2 separate regions of the Zea mays genome follow, and region 2 is linked to region 1. The links are chromatin contacts, called in public Hi-C maps. All regions are on one chromosome and are shown on one strand. The core of a region is the stretch at or near the end of the contact, and the rest is flanking DNA. Distances in the headings are between cores, read along the strand shown. Region 1 holds the start of LOC100192842 (Protein NRT1/ PTR FAMILY 5.2). Region 2 holds the start of LOC103626187.

What was found. Hi-C and Micro-C count contacts between places; a contact is called where the count stands out from the background.
Region 2: a contact with region 1 is called in a Hi-C map of bundle sheath, with 2.3 times the contacts expected there. The contact joins the promoter of LOC103626187 here to the promoter of LOC100192842 in region 1. A contact is called at or near these places in 2 of 25 Hi-C or Micro-C datasets (bundle sheath and ear).

What each region holds. Positions count from the first base shown.
Region 1 is chr5:31,420,671-31,423,951 of Zm-B73-REFERENCE-NAM-5.0, forward strand. LOC100192842 (Protein NRT1/ PTR FAMILY 5.2) reads right to left here and starts at 1,800. Exons shown (of 3, transcript NM_001138032.1): 1 at 1,613-1,800. The coding sequence starts at 1,742.
Region 2 is chr5:31,906,050-31,909,330 of Zm-B73-REFERENCE-NAM-5.0, forward strand. LOC103626187 reads right to left here and starts at 1,533. Exons shown (of 1, transcript XM_008646579.4): 1 at 241-1,533. The coding sequence starts at 650. The coding sequence ends at 405.

The DNA of each region.
Region 1 (3,281 bases), core at 550-3,049:
TTGATACTGAACGGAGCCAGAAAAGTATCGGCGAACCAGGAGCCCAACTTGACGAGACAGACACATCCGAAAGGGACGGCATGCCAAAGCAAAAGAGACTGCATACTACTCTCTAAATCCGACGACAAAATCTCTGAACAAGTTGGCCGAAATCTCTGAACAAGTTGGCCGTGTGTGGCCCAGCCTTACAATTGTTAAAAGATAAACTGCATCTGCATGTATGTATGTAAATGGCAAGCTACCCTATGACAGAGGCACACGCGACATCCATGATCCATACGTACGTCTGAGATAATCTGAAACGGACAAACAGAACACGGCGCGTGCCCTTCGTTGTCACGAGGGAGCACAACACCGAGCCGAAATCTGGGTGGAAGCTAGCGTGCGAAAGCCTCGATCGGTACAAGTCTAATAGTTCCAAACGCTTGGTGGCAGGGGCAAGCATCCCCCAAATTTCTTCCCCAGCACTAGCAGTTACCTGTGCTTTTCGTCAGCAACAGCATGGTTAAGAACCAGCCTGGCCTTAGGTGGGAGGGTGGGAGTTTACTGGTGTTTGTTTGCTTCCCCAGTTCCAAAAACAAGGGCGTCGTTTTCTTTTTTCTTTCCTCGTGCGTGGACACAACTTTTAGACTATCTCTAACAGACTTCTCATCCCATTCTCAATCTTACTTTTTATTTCAAACTTTACTCTACAAACATTACAGTTTATAATGAAAGACATTACTTTGTACATCCATTTACACGGCCTGCTGAAGATAGCTTTGTGGGGGGCAAGCTGCTAGCAAGCGTACTTTGAGAATCCCTTGGTTCTCACTATCTTCAGCAGCTTTTCTTTATATATCCCTTTTTCATTGTCCCCACTAAAAAAATATTATCTCCTGTATTTGTTATTTACCTCTTTGGGGCGTACTCTATATCTCATTTCTTTATACATAAATATTTATATTAAAGATATATTTCGCTCAAGATGCATCTAGCGTCCCCAAAAAGAATGCTATACTATTAGTACTATAGTAGCACTAGTAGTACGCATTGCCTCAGCTCAGCTTGCACGGAGACAGACAGACAGACAGACACTCCCAGTGTCCCAGCGCGCATAGGCCTTCTGTGATGCTACTCTGGCTCAGCATCCTCCGTCCATCATCCATGGAGAAACAGCTCTCATGCTCACGTACATGGCGTGTCTCGCGCTTGGGCGCGGCCGCTCGACGGAGGTCGACTGGTACTACCGCAGAGAATGCGGCCGGGGTGACGGTCCGATGGGCAGCACAGCAGCTAGCGCTCTGGATCCAAAGCCAACCACATGGCTGACTGTGATTGGCAGGCTTCAGCCTGACTGCCTGCCTACCGCCATGGATCCTGTTCCTACAAAGTACAAACCCGTCTGGGGCCTCCAGAGCTACTAATTAATCTGCAAGCTAGCAGCTTGTGCTACTGCTATCTATCTACGGCATCATGTTAGCCTGTCTAGTGCGTGTTTACGTACCCCAGACACCCAGCCCGGCCGGTTTGATTAGTGGAAAATAAAACAGAGTCTGCTGCCTACAACTACAACGACGAAGCCGATAATCCGGCCGGTAGTATGATTTCCCGTACGTACGTACGTACGTACCTACAACGAAGCCGCATGCTTTCCACCCTCCCCGCTTGGACCGGAGCACCGGGTTCCCGTGGAGGTCCACCGTGCCGTCCTGCGTGTACTCATCGTCGTCGCCAGCGCCCGCCTCCAGCCTCTCCGCCATGGGGTGACCTGACCTCTCTCTCTCTCTCTCTCTCTCTCTCTCTCTCTCTCTCCAGCAGCTCCAGGCCGCTGATCTAGCTCGTGTGCCAGCTCTAGCAGCTGGTGGGCGCGCTTTATATAAGCCCCGGTCCTCCACGGGCCGGGTCAACGTGGGACTGAAACTGTGTGTAGGACTAGGAGAGCTGCTTTTCAGTTTCCATTCAGGTTTGGAACTCTTCACTTCGGATAAGCTACACTCCATCGACCATTCATTCATTCATTCATGCATGGGTTAACAAAGCTTATTAATTAGTTCCTCTGTTCTAAGAGCAAGTACAATAATGAGCTCTAAACCTACTTACATGACATTTTTTTCTTTTTCTTACGTGGAAGAGAGACATCAAAAGGTAGAGGGAGTTGGCTCTAATGTAAGAGCTAGGTGATACATGAGCTTTAAGATAAAAGGATGAAAAAGAAAGTGACAAGGGATTCATCTAAGAGCCAAGCTTAGAATCAATTTTATTATATGAGTGTGATTATTATTGACAATAAATGACATGGTAAAAAAGTTAGAGCCAACAACAAGCTCTATTATTAAACTTACTCTAAGGATATAAGGGCATGTACAGTGGAGAGACACCAAAACGGTTCTCCAAGCACAGGAGAGAACTAAGAGACTCTATTGTACAATGGAGTGTCTCTAAACGTAGTCTGTTAATAAATACAGAATTAAATGTATTTGTATAGCATCAGATCGATAGAACAGACGACAAATTCGTACAGTGGGAAGTGAGGCGTCTGTTGTTACTTGGTTTACGAGCCAGATGCGTCTCTTCACGGAGAGACGGCTCTAAGATTTTTTTGCAAATAACCCCCTAAAACACCTTAAGAGCCCCCACATTAAACACCACTGTACATGCCCTAAAGGATAGTAACTTAGAAGTTGAAAGATTGATTCAATAATGCATCAATTAATGCAACGGAAACTGTGCTAGTCTAGTATTAGTACGTCCGTTTCAAACAAGGCCCCTGGGTTCAACTCCGGGCCTCTCCGGCCGACCAGCTCCCAGATGGCATGTGTGGCGGCGAGCGCAGGGCATATCACCGGTCGCGAGCAGGCACGCGTAGCGGCGTAGGTATCTCGTGTGTCGATTGCTGCGGCCCTAGGCTAGTAGTAGGCTAGCCCCCGATCGAGTGTGTCCACGCGCAACGGACAAAGATGAGTAGTACTACGTCGTCGCCTCGCCAGGATCCGGCGGCAAGCAGAAAAACCAGCTCCAGTAGCTGGGGGCGGGGTATCCATCGATCGGACGAGTCAACAAGACAAGTAGCCATGCCCCATGCAGTAGGCTCACTTGCCCAGACATCCTGGCCTAGTCCGGATTGGCTTGAGATGAATGAAGACTTCTCAGCGCACGAGCTAGATTGGCTGATTGAGATGCAGACGAAGAATCCGACCCACCCACCACCCAACTGGAACGGGCGGGCGGCGGCTTGTTGGGCGTAATTTATACACGGCTTCGATCCCACCTGTCGGAGATCACGAGGAGGATCTCCCATT
Region 2 (3,281 bases), core at 283-2,782, 490 kb after region 1:
TAGTGGTCGACCTAGCTACTAAACCATCTAACAACTTATTAGCTGACTAACAAAAGTAACAATTAGCACTAAAGGTTTTGAATAAGTACGGAAACCATTTCTATTCGAAGCTTTCAAATAGCTCCACAACAAAGCACGATTCTGCTGATCGATGACAGATTTGTATTACATATATGCTACTGGTGAATCCTGACTACTCAGAAGACGCTAAGGGTTGGTGGGTTGGTTTGGAAGTAAGTGTAATGAAAGGGATTGAGTTGCCAAAATTTATTACTATTCAATTTTGAATAGCAAGTGATTTTGATCCTCTCAATTACTCTTAGTCTCAAACAAGACCTAAGCCATCCTGTACATAATAGTCACCGGCATATCATAAGCAAACATAAGCACAGCTACAACTACAACTACAAGCAGTGGTGGTCGTAGGAAGCAGTGCCGTCGTCGAAGTTCTGGGAGTAGCTATGCGGGTCGTACCCGAACCTCACCGCGGTTCGCCTCGGCCGCGCCGCGCGTCTTCTCCAAGAGCGCCTCAGCCTCAACAGCAGCCGCTTCACCGCCGCAGCTGAACGGCGGTGGCCGCCGCTCCTGGCGTGGACCCTACCGCCCAAGCCGCTGCCTCCGGTGTACGGGCCTAGCAGAGACGCCGCCATGATCGTTCACTCCGTCGGTTGGGTTCTCACAGGTCACTGACGCTCTTGCCACTAACTAACTAGCTGTGTGCTCTATCTGCTCCGAGCGGAATAATACGTATTTGTGTGCTGCAGCTGTAGCTTCTGAAGATGTTGTGCAAAACGAAACCTCGCATGCCGCAGATTTATAAGCTCGGATGCTGGGAGCGTTCCGACACGCGTCGATCGAAGCCGCCGCCCGGACCCAGCAGCGCGCACTCACGTCGTACGTGTACATGGTGACGAGGCATCCACTACGGCGATCGTGCGAAAGGGTCTATGCAACTTCATGCATGCATGTTTTTTTTGTAAGTCGCCGTCGTGCAGTCGGAAGAAAGACACAGCCGTCTACCATCAAGAACGGAAGAGCATGTGCATTTGCTTTAGTGACGAAATGAAAATCGGACCTCGATTATTTGCTAGAGGATGAGAGGTTGGCCATGGCGGCAACTGTGGCCACGGCGGCGCCGGCGCCTGCTCACCTGCGCTGCTTCCGTTCCTGCCTGTCCTCCCGATCGATAAGGTCGGCGCCTTCCTGTGCCGCTGGGTCATGCATGCATGTCGGAGTGGTCATCTGTTAGTTTATTTGCTGTAGAGATGCCGGTCGGTCAGCGGTTGATACGTACGTGGCCTGTTCAATGCATGAACGCATGTGCGGAGGGAGCTAGACGATTTCATCGAAGATCGGTGGTGGGTTCACTCTTCAGTGACGATGGATAGATGCGTGCTAGAGCTAGCACTCCTAGTATGGTATTTTTGGATAATAATAACTGGTTATTACTGTTTGTTTTTGGATGATCTTATCCTTGTACTGATCGAACATGACTAAAGCTTAGGACGACGTGGGCATTTTCTTTTAATTTACAGCTGGAACATGCATGTGTATATATGGTCTTTTTGAAATTAAATCTCCATAAGAAAAAGAGAAAAGATGACATCGAGCTGAGTCATCGTTGCACAGGATCAATGTGGGACAGCGGCGGATTAGAATGTGTCATCTACAGACTACAACGGATCTCTGCGTCCTAGAGAGAAATGGAAAGGGAACGCATTAATGTTATGCTAAAGCAAAAATCTCGAGAAAAGGCAGAGCTTCTAGGTTTTTTTTAAGAAAGGGAAGCTTGGAGCTAGCTACTTGCGCGTAGCCTTCGAAGCACCTTTGAGTTATCTTGTGCAAAGAAGCCGAATGTATGTTTGTAAACATATACATTACAAAGGAAGATGGAATAAATATTGCTAAGGCACAAGATATGAGTTTCACACTTTATTGTTCATTGTCATATCATTCATTATGGTTTTGTTCGCATCTCTTTCTAAAGACCTTCGTCTTCAAACCATCACTTCAAAGAAGTGATAACTTAAGAACGAAGGTTCAGACTTTCAAAGAAGTGGCCAACAATATATATGGTCTCTTATGAAATCTTCAAAAAAGAAGAGATATGACATCAAGCTGCCGTTGCACAGGATCAATACAATATATATGCATGAGGGCGGATTAGAATATGTGTCATCTACAGACTACAACGAATTAGAATATGTGTCATCAACTATACAACCACCATGAGCGCTTTCTTCGTCCTCGCTATTGTTGTTTTATATTAACTTCTAACTTTTCATCTCTTTTCTCGTCTCCATCTTCTTCGCCTAGATTCTTTCGCACCACCATAGAGGGCATCGACATTCCTCCGTCGGCAAGCGCCTCAAACCGCTATCGTGACTCTCCGCTGACCAGCGGGGCAAGAAGAGGCGAGGTAGAGGAGGAGACGTCGCTGTCAGCGAAGCGGGGCTGGGTAGGCGGACAAGGAGACGCTCCGGAACTCGAGTTTAGTTTTGGTTCTTGGCAAAAAAAATCGAGATGTTAAGGTCGATGATAATATATATATTGCTTATTTTCATGAAATCGTTATATGCTAATATTTTATTGAATTACGTGTCGTCTCAAGGCACTCATTGTACTGGTCGTTATTTGATGCACGGTCAATTGCACACACGCGAGTAGAATACTGACACGTGAAACAATGTGTCTGATGACTCTGATCTGATGCCAGTGGGACTTCGGAAGATCGGCTGTGGATTCAGTGTTGACGATGGATGAGCAATCCAAGCCACTCACCATGGATAATAGCTGACTTCTGCAGGTTCTTTTTGGATGATTGTATATATCCTCGTATGGAGGATGACTAAAGCTTAGAACATGCACTGTCTTTTGATATCTTTCAGAAAAGAAAAGAAAAAAGATACCATCGAGCTGAGTCATCCGTATTATATGCACATGTGGGAGCGGATATATTAGAATGTGTCACTACAACGAATTTCTACATCATAAAGAAAGAGAAAGGGTACGCCACACTACTGTTATGTTAAAGCAAAAGCTAATCTCTAGATGAGGCGAAGCTTCTAGTTGCATGCGCCTTTCGTTCAGCCAGGGATGCTCGGTGATGGTGGAATGGCAGCGCCTACATATATGCAGGAGAATTGAATGCGTGGTAGTACAGGATCATCCGAGTCATCACGGTCCAAGGATGAGTCACCATGACTTGCTTTTAAGGTTTTGCCGCTCCTGACCTGATGCATGCCAGTTTATCAGTAGCTTTGTTCATTTGACTGTCAAGC